2 separate regions of the Zea mays genome follow, and region 2 is linked to region 1. The links are chromatin contacts, called in public Hi-C maps. All regions are on one chromosome and are shown on one strand. Each heading gives the region's core, a stretch centred on a gene start, on an enhancer-like site or on the middle of the called end of the contact. The rest is flanking DNA. Distances are from core to core; before and after follow the strand shown. Region 1 holds the start of LOC103639292 (heterogeneous nuclear ribonucleoprotein 1-like). Region 2 holds the start of LOC103639299.

Region 1 (4,432 bases), core at 501-3,000:
AGGCGTCGAGATGCAGATGAGAAAAGGCTTACGGATGGAGCTCGAGGTTGTCGCCACTGGACAGCATCACCGCTGGTCCAGCAGTGGCATCTCCGTCGATGGACAGACTCAGGACAGGAGCAGCACCGAGTCAAGGGCACTCCACGCTCTATGGCACCATCCATGCTGATGCTGGTGACTGGTCACATGCTCGCCAGTGGCTGGACCGCTGGATGGCTGCCGCACCTAATTGCTATGAATGGGGACAGGGGATCCCGTTGACATCGCCTCCCGAGTCCCGGGTCTAGTACTCCAGTCTCCGGTCTGCCAGCGGCAACTCAGCATGAGCGCAGGCACGTGACTGTGCTGCTGTCGCAAAATCAAGAATGGATACTCTGGACACTCTCATGTGATAAAGCTTGAATATTTTGATTTTTTTTTCTTCTGGATTTTGCACCAATGAACAGAGCATGAGGCTCTCTAATTTTTATTTGTTTTATAATGAGGCTGTACAGGTAACGTGGAAAATTAGTGTGACAGGAGATTTCCCTCCGCAAAAAACCATATGTGATTTGTTTCCTAATGTATAGTCTTAAAAAAGGAACAAGAATTGGTTCATTGATGTGCGCAGTCATCGTCATCGCCACGGTAGCATCAAGCACGAGCCAGGGACAGGAAGTTGGGGAGACAGGAGTACGGGGCTCATGGGACAGGAGATGAAGAGATAACTTTTCTCCCTCTATTTATATTAGGAAAGGAGATTAAGAGTCATTTGCTTTTTTGGGACTCTGGATGGACGGTAGATTTTCCCTCTTATTTTCCCAAACCCATAAGGATCACGACCCTTAATATGTTGAACTGATCCAAGATCATCGACCCGTCATACTCAGATTCATGTACCCAATTCAAGATTCACGTCCCGAAGAGGTATAACCCCCTCGTACTGTATTTTTTTCATTTGTTGAACCTCAACCCTCGACCCCGACCCAGGAACGTTGTGACTATGCATAGATTGTCAGGCATCAGGCCATTTCCCAAGAACATGGGCATATAGCAATATAATGTATAAATGTACCTCACAAATTTAATGAAAGGATCAACTCCACCTATTATTCGAACTCGACAACGTGAGACTGTAAGAAAATTAGCAAAATAAACAATTACCACGTTACAAAATCATCAGCAAACAAGAAATCAAGGGCTAACTCCTCTCCCGAATCAACAAAACATAAAAAGGCATAACTCAGTGCTCACTCCTAAATCAAGTTAGACATGCTTCCTTAGTAAATGTGTCACATGCTAAGCATACACTGAGACACGAAATTAACTAGAACTAATTAATCAACACTGGATCGAGTAAATTGGTGCGCACAAAAGATGATGAACGCCATTACAAGAAACAAACTACCAGATCTGAAGGAATACGAGGAAACCCTAGCTAATACAAGGAGAAGACGGCGGAAAAAATTGAAATCCGCTAAAAACAAATCTGGAGGGGATCCGCACGTACTCATGCTTGTATCCTTGGAGAGCCCGCCAATGAAGATCTTGCTGCACGATGCCCAAAAGCATAGCAAAACGAATCAGCGAAAACCGTTCCCATGGTTCGGAAAACAGCTCAATGGTCATACTACGGGAGGGGAAAGGACTCACGCAGGGCTGGCGCCGTCTAACTCCTTCATCTTGCCGGCCATCTCGTACCAGATCGGAGCTAGTCAAGGATGGGGTTTCGAGTGCGGAGAGAAGACGGGTGCCGTCGACTTCGAATGAGGGCTAATAAGCGTAGGCGCGTGCGTGTGATATCCACATGTTCCTCTACCGCCGTGCAACGTAGTGGATTATTAACTTTTTACCGTTATAAATGACGCGTCCATAGTACTGTTAGGCTATTCTCAGCAGTAATCACACTATTTCCAAGTTACCACGTCAATAAAAATAAGATGAAATAGAGAATGAACTGTGCTCTTTTAATAAAGACTTTCATAACATAATTTCGTATATTAACACATGACATAAATGCTACATTCAAATAACCAATAGAATAGATGAAATAGAATGAGATAAAATAAAATATAGTGTCATGTCATAAAAATTCTGTATGGCATACTAATTAATGTCATAAAATCTCTTATGAAACTTCCGTTGAGAATGGTCTTAGTGGGTGTTTGCTTCCACCTAACTAGGGACACGTTTGGTTTGATGGACTAAATACCATTTTAGTGCTATGGTTGGACGGTATGCACAATAACTCAGGGATTATACAGAAAAGAGATCCTTTCTAGTCAATACTGTCAAACGGTCTGGCCATTTCTCCCGGACGTTCCATAGTACTTCGAACCACTCTGAAAAAAATATTAAGTCTGTAACCCTCTCTATTAGCTTGCAGACGGTCCAACCTCTTGGCCCGGATAGTCCACGCAACACACTTAGCCCTTTTCAAATATGTTTTTTAAAAGATTTTCTTTCGTGAATCAGAAGTGTTGTTAGTGTTCATGCACACGCAACATTTCTATGCTCTATGAGGCAATAAGTTTCTAATCAAGTAACCATCATTGACCCCTCTTAATAGTACGGATATCTGGCCTACTAATCCGGTTAATTTACTTCTCTAATCATCTTTTGACCGACAAACGTAAAACCCTATCCAATACCATTTGCCTTGAGTCATTCCACGATCAATGCCAAAGTCTCCAAGACTTATAACGAGGTTCAACTTCTAGTGGTCCAATTTGTATTCTTATTTTCTCTAAGAATTTGTTAGTCCACAAATAATTATCATTAATTACCAAAACACTACTTAAGGCCTAGATGCTTCACAATCTCCCCTTTTTGCTAATTGATGACAACATTATTCTACACATCCAGTGGTCGATTCGGTTTCTAAAATCATCCTCATACACTAGGTATAAGTAAGATTTGAGTGTGAGTTTCGAGGGACTTATCTTTTGCTTTGAAGTTCCACTTGAGAGGAAGATAAGCCATTTCAAAACTGTGCATGATATATTCATTTGATGTTTGCACACAGATATAAGATTGGAGTTTTGGTGATATTTCCCTACAACATGGTTATTGAGGCATAATATATATAGCATGATTCATAAGAATAGGTACATGCAATTTTAAGCCTTCGATTAACCAAACATGTTTAGGATAACAATAAATCAAGGATCATAAGATGCTCAAATTCATCACAAATGTTCACACATAACATAAACATAGTTCATGAATGCATTTGTGCACAAGTCCATGTCCTTCATGAGCTCCCCCTAGCACCAACACTCCAACTCCACTTGTCATCAATCTCTCCCATGTCGCCAATCTCTCCCCCTTTGGCATTTATTGCCCAAAAGGAGGGCCATCATGTTCAGCTTCTATTGACCATCAGGTGGAGGACGAGGAAACATGGAGTAGAAATGGTTGTTGAAACTATCAAAGGTTGAAGTGAATTTACCGAAATTATTTTGGAGTTGTTGATGCTTTTGATCAAACTCATGAATATTATCCTAAGTAGACAAACGCTCAAACTAGATGGACAGAGCACTCATGTTGTCTTGAAAGCTTTGTTGTATATTATTCATCCTGGCCATCAGAGGATCATGAACCATTTCATATATATTCTTTGTCATTCCCTCAACAGTTGTGGACATACCATCAATCCTCTCATAAAGACCTTGAAGTCTAAAGTCAAAATCATTGTATTACTCATTCATGTGAGTCCTCAAGTTTTGGAACTAAGGTACCATGTAGTCCTGAATCCCCTACTGCGTATTTTGGAAATATGGATCAAGTACCTAGGTGTGGTTGCTAGTACTACTCATGCTAAGGTGGTGGAAGAGGGGGCATTTACTGAGTTGTTGCATCCTCAGACACATCTTATTCTTCCTCATCATCATCCACACCCTGCTCTTGATATGGGAATGAAGTCAATGGCCTATGGAGGAAAGCAATCCCATTCTTCAATGGTCTAAACAAAGTATGAACCACCTCACATCTTTCTCCAAACCTAGTCTTCTACTTAAGTAGTGCCATAATGTTGGGAGCATAGGCTAGATTGAGGTTCTTGTCCATTTTCAGGTCTTTCAACTATCTGAGTGCGCACACAAGGTTGCCTTGTCCCTTGTGGTTCGGGTTGATGATGAGTGATTGTCAACAGGTAGCACTCTGGGGTAGGCAGTGGACTGACTAGAGTGTGAGATTATGTATGTGCAACCATGTCGGTCGGCTTGTGGTGTGCAGGTGAGGAGCACAGGAACGGTGGTCGACGGCTGAGGTGAAGGTCACGTGGGCTCGTGATGATGGACCGAGAGCGGTGAAGGACGATGAGTGTTGGGTCTTAATTGACGGACCGAGCAGCCGTGTGACTAGCTATGGTGGTTAAAACTTGGATACGCACTCACGCAAGGACGTGGTGGAGTGGACCATGTTCAGGCATGGTCGAGGACTGGCGGGACAC
Region 2 (4,428 bases), core at 490-2,989, 260 kb before region 1:
CCTGGCTGGGCTTAGTGGGCCGATTGGGCTGCTTTCTCCTTTTCTTTTTCTCTGGATTTTCTAATTCCTTTTCTATTTATTTTTCTATAGGGTTTTGAAATCCAAATTCAAACTAGGTTTCAAATTCAAATAAATTCAAACTTGTGCAACACTTCAAAGAATATTTTAAGCTCAGCATGATGCAACATGTCATGAGCCATAATGTTTTGGCAAAAATAAATAATTAACCACCACTAGTTTAAGCTATTTCTAATCAAAAGGAAAAAGAAAGAAAGAATCGTTACAAGATTCCTCTGGGATCCACTAGTTCATGCCTTGTGAGTTCCAGTACGGGTGCCTCGCATTGTGTGGATTAGCTCCGGTTGTGGTTCTGCGGTCGTTCAGAGATCGAGTCGAAGTCTACACGGTTTCGGTGTCTCTCTCCCGTCGCTTGGTCACCTCCAACCTTGATCAGGTATAAAGTCCTTTACCCGGTGTTCTTCAGCAAATTTACCTTGTCATTCCATTACTTGTTATACCCAACCATCATATTTATCAACCTACTATCCTTAAGATCGGGCCACCCTAGTACCGAATATAATCTGGTACATATCAACTACAGTCTCCATGTCGTCGATGCCACAACGAGGGGGTCGTGGCCGTAGCCACTGGCCAACATGTCTCTATGTCCTCGTCCGACCTGGGCGTGTCATGGCAAGCAGTCGGACACCAGTACCAGACTGCGTGACACGAGTCTCTGAAGAGCCCGCCACCTCGGGAGATTCGAGCTCTGCTGCTGATGGTGATAACCATTTTTACTGCGCTGACGTGGAGAGCCAGAGGCCAGAAATTTATAACAACGATGATCGTGGCAGGCACGCTATCGGAGGTTGCGGCGTGGCGGGTCACTCGAAGCGGAGTTCACGGGGCCTATCCTCGCATCGCTCGGCACGGAGTTTGCGGGGACTTATCCTCACGACATGCTCCGAGGTTGCGACAACGGGCGGAGAAAGGCGCGTGGCGTGCGGAGACGGTTTCTGCGTGTGGCGGGAGTTCGTTTCATAGATAAGGGCAAGCACGATGACATACGACAGTCACTGTAGGGGGACAACGCACAAAACTCTCTTATTATAGTAGTAGAGATAAAGAAGAGATTATAGGAGTGCGGGTTGATTCTAAAAAAATGTACAGTTTTTTTAAATATTGACGCAGGATGACCATTGAAACTGGTGCTTTAATATAGTAGAGATTTTTTACAAACTTGTCGGAAACAACGTTATATAAAAACGTATTTTGTGAAGCTATATACTCTGTATATCCTAAATTAAAATTCGTTTTAGGCTTTTAATAGATTTATATAATAATTAATGTGTGTTTTATATATATGTCTAGATTTATTATCATATATTTAAATAGACACAATATTTAAGAGCTAAAATAAATACCCTTACCCATAAAATAAGGCGTATATTTTTCTTACAAAATTTTTAAAGTGAAACTTTGACCATTAATTTTTTTAAATATGACATCAACAAATACCGATTAAACATCATATTAAAATATTTTGAATATAAATTTAAATATATAACATGCATATATACACTAAAAATACATGTGTTTTGCTAATGGTCAAAGTTTTAGAACTTTGACTTTTTTAAAAACATGGATGCCTTATTTTATAAAATGGAGAGAATACTAATTTGATACGAAAGGGAGTATTAAACAAACCCTTAACAATATTATTATATTGTTATTCGTCAAATTTAGGATTGTCTCAACCACCCACGCCTCATCTAGAGTTGACACGCGCCATGTACTGGACGATTGGCCGCTGGAGACGACGCACGCTCGGCCATGGCGCTCGCTCTCCTATCCCCCTCCACGCCATCCCATCGTATACTGCTTCGTCCTATTCCATTTCCATCTCTGCCAGTCGCGCGCGCCACTAGTGCCGGTAGCTTCGGCCTCGCGTTCTTCTGCCCCCTCTCTCGCGGTTCCTCCTCGCTGCAGAGGACCGGCGCGGCAGGCGGCGTTATTGATAGTGCCGGAGAGGGCTCATCGGAAGAACCGGTCGCTGGATGGCTCAGCGCAGACCTGCTCAGGCGGATATCAGGCGCGGCGGACGCGGACCGGGTCCTGGACATTGTTGCCGAGTCAGTTGAAGGCGCGGGTGCCGCTCTGGGCGCGCCCGAGTGCAACGCGATCGTCTCCGCCGCTTTTGACCGTGGCAACATCGCGCTCGCTCTCTCGGTCTTCGAAGCCATGCGGTCCGGTTTCGCGGGAGGTAGAGGGCCCTGTTAATGTTTCAGAGTTTTTTATGGTCCTAAAATTGAGATACAACGCCTTCAGCCTGGATTGCTAAATCCTGCTTTTTTTTGCCAAATAATGTCCAGTTGGAGGCTGGAGGTGGGCAAGGCCTGATGTGAGGACTTATGCGTTGCTTGTACAGCGGTTGGCGGCCGCCCCGCGTGTTGCTGATGCAATCATGATAATTGATTATGTGTCTCGCGCAGGTGCTTCTTCTATGGATGAGGTGATTTTTCAAGTTCGCACCTGTGTTTATCTTTTAGTACGCTTCATTCAGAATACTGTATCAGCCATCTTGACATTGGATGTTGTAGCTTCAACCATCCTGCACAGCAGCAGCTGGTTTAAGTAATGGGTCATTGGGCAACTCCGGATATGTAGATTGACAGCTACCAATCTGCATACTTTTCTGTTGATGGATGCATTTTATGTTTATTTACCAAGAAATAACTTTGTAGTAAAAAATACTAGACATATTAGATCATATTTTTATGTTCTTTTGAGAGCATAAATCCCAGTTCTAGATCAAAAAATAGTTAGAAGGACTCCCACAAGGCTGGTTGGAGCAGGAGCTGTTACCAACTGGGGAGAGGGGAAAAGTCGGTAACGATCGGTCAGGCTCCAACAGATCGGTTTGGCCAGCCATCAGTGGGTTTGCCGACCAGTCGGTGAGTCGGTACCGACCGCGTTGGAGCCTGACCGACTGCTACATTAGACAGTTCAGTTGGTAACAACTGTATTTAGTGACATGACATGTTTTAATTGGTTCATGCGCGCATCCTGTCAGCTAGCTGCTTCTAAATCATTTGAAGTTCACAAATTTCGAAAAAAACTAAAGTTTCAAAAAAAATATATAATTAATTGATTTGACTAGCCATCAGTGGGTTTGCTAACCAGTCGGTGAGTCTGTACCGACCGCATTGGTGCCGGACCGGTCAATACCGACCGCTATATTGGACGGTTCAGTTGTTAACAACCGTATTTAGTGACATGACATGTTTTTAAATCATTTGAAGTTCACAAATTTCAAAAAAAAAAAATCCAAAATTTCAAAATATAAAACCAAGCGTACAAATTAGAATTTATTCATGAATTTTCTAATTTTTAATTTTATTTATTAGTTATGTAATTTTATTTATGAATTATGTATTTTACTTTTATGTTTGATTATGTAATATTTAATTGTTTTTATGAACTATGTAATTTTATTCGTTTAATTATTTACTTCGATGAGTTTTTATTTTAATAAAGGGTCATGTTTTAATAAAGGGTCTGTAAAAGAAAAGCTAATGTGAGGTTAGAGTACCTATAGGCTAATAGTGAAAGTTGTGTATTTTAGCGGTCGACAAGACCGACAATGGTCGATAGAAGAGTTCGTGCTACGGTCAATAAATGCTAGGTGGGTTGGAACCAACCTAAATGTCTTGCTATACCATTGCCAGAAAAGCACTTTCTCCTAAGTTTACACTTGATTTATCATATAATAACTTTATTTTAGGCTCCTTATCTCTTTCATTTGTCTAATTTTGGTCCCCAACTCCAATACTGTCAAAAGTCAAAACAGTCACCCCACCTGTCAATCCTGTTAGATTTTGACCTCGAGACCATTTTCCCATGGTATATTGTGATGTGCACCCACATACTAAGCACCAGAGTTTTTGGTGGTTCATAAAGGCTATACACCACCTATTGGCCTCCCTTCTACCTATCATCTTTTATAACAGTGCTTCAACCTTTTCCGGTAAAAAAAACAGTGCTTCAACCTTCAGGGAATTGGTGAGAAGGTTTGATATATAAGTGGCATCAGAATGTGATGATAACCGGTTTACATATTGCAGGTTCCTTTCGGAATCATTGTTCGCTGTCCAACCTGCATGATAGCAGTTGCTGTTGTGCAGCCTCAGGATGGAACTCAGGTTCGATGCTGCAGAAGTATCTTGTCATACCCCTCCTTAATTTTGTTAATACTGGTCAAGTAGTCATTAGCTTACAATATCTTGACATACATAGACAAGTGCTCACAGTTGGAATTCACAAGATGGAAGACTAGAGGCAGGGTAAGTTGTATTAAAATTGGCAGAAGACACGCACTGGAAAAATATGGTACTGTAAATCTCTAGAGGCTCAAATCCAGATCGCAAT

Evidence for each region. A called contact is a pair of places that touch in the nucleus more often than the background predicts.
Region 2: a Hi-C map of bundle sheath shows a contact between it and region 1, with 2.9 times the contacts expected there. The contact joins the promoter of LOC103639299 here to the promoter of LOC103639292 in region 1. A contact is called at or near these places in 5 of 25 Hi-C or Micro-C datasets (bundle sheath, ear, leaf and 1 more).

Annotation. Positions count from the first base shown.
Region 1 is chr1:147,070,652-147,075,083 of Zm-B73-REFERENCE-NAM-5.0, reverse strand. LOC103639292 (heterogeneous nuclear ribonucleoprotein 1-like) reads right to left here and starts at 1,750. Exons shown (of 6, transcript NM_001329432.1): 1 at 1,633-1,750; 2 at 1,490-1,530. The coding sequence starts at 1,673.
Region 2 is chr1:147,330,293-147,334,720 of Zm-B73-REFERENCE-NAM-5.0, reverse strand. It overlaps LOC103639299, which reads left to right and starts at 1,739. Exons shown (of 11, transcript XR_004855328.1): 1 at 1,739-2,263; 2 at 2,373-2,512; 3 at 4,125-4,202.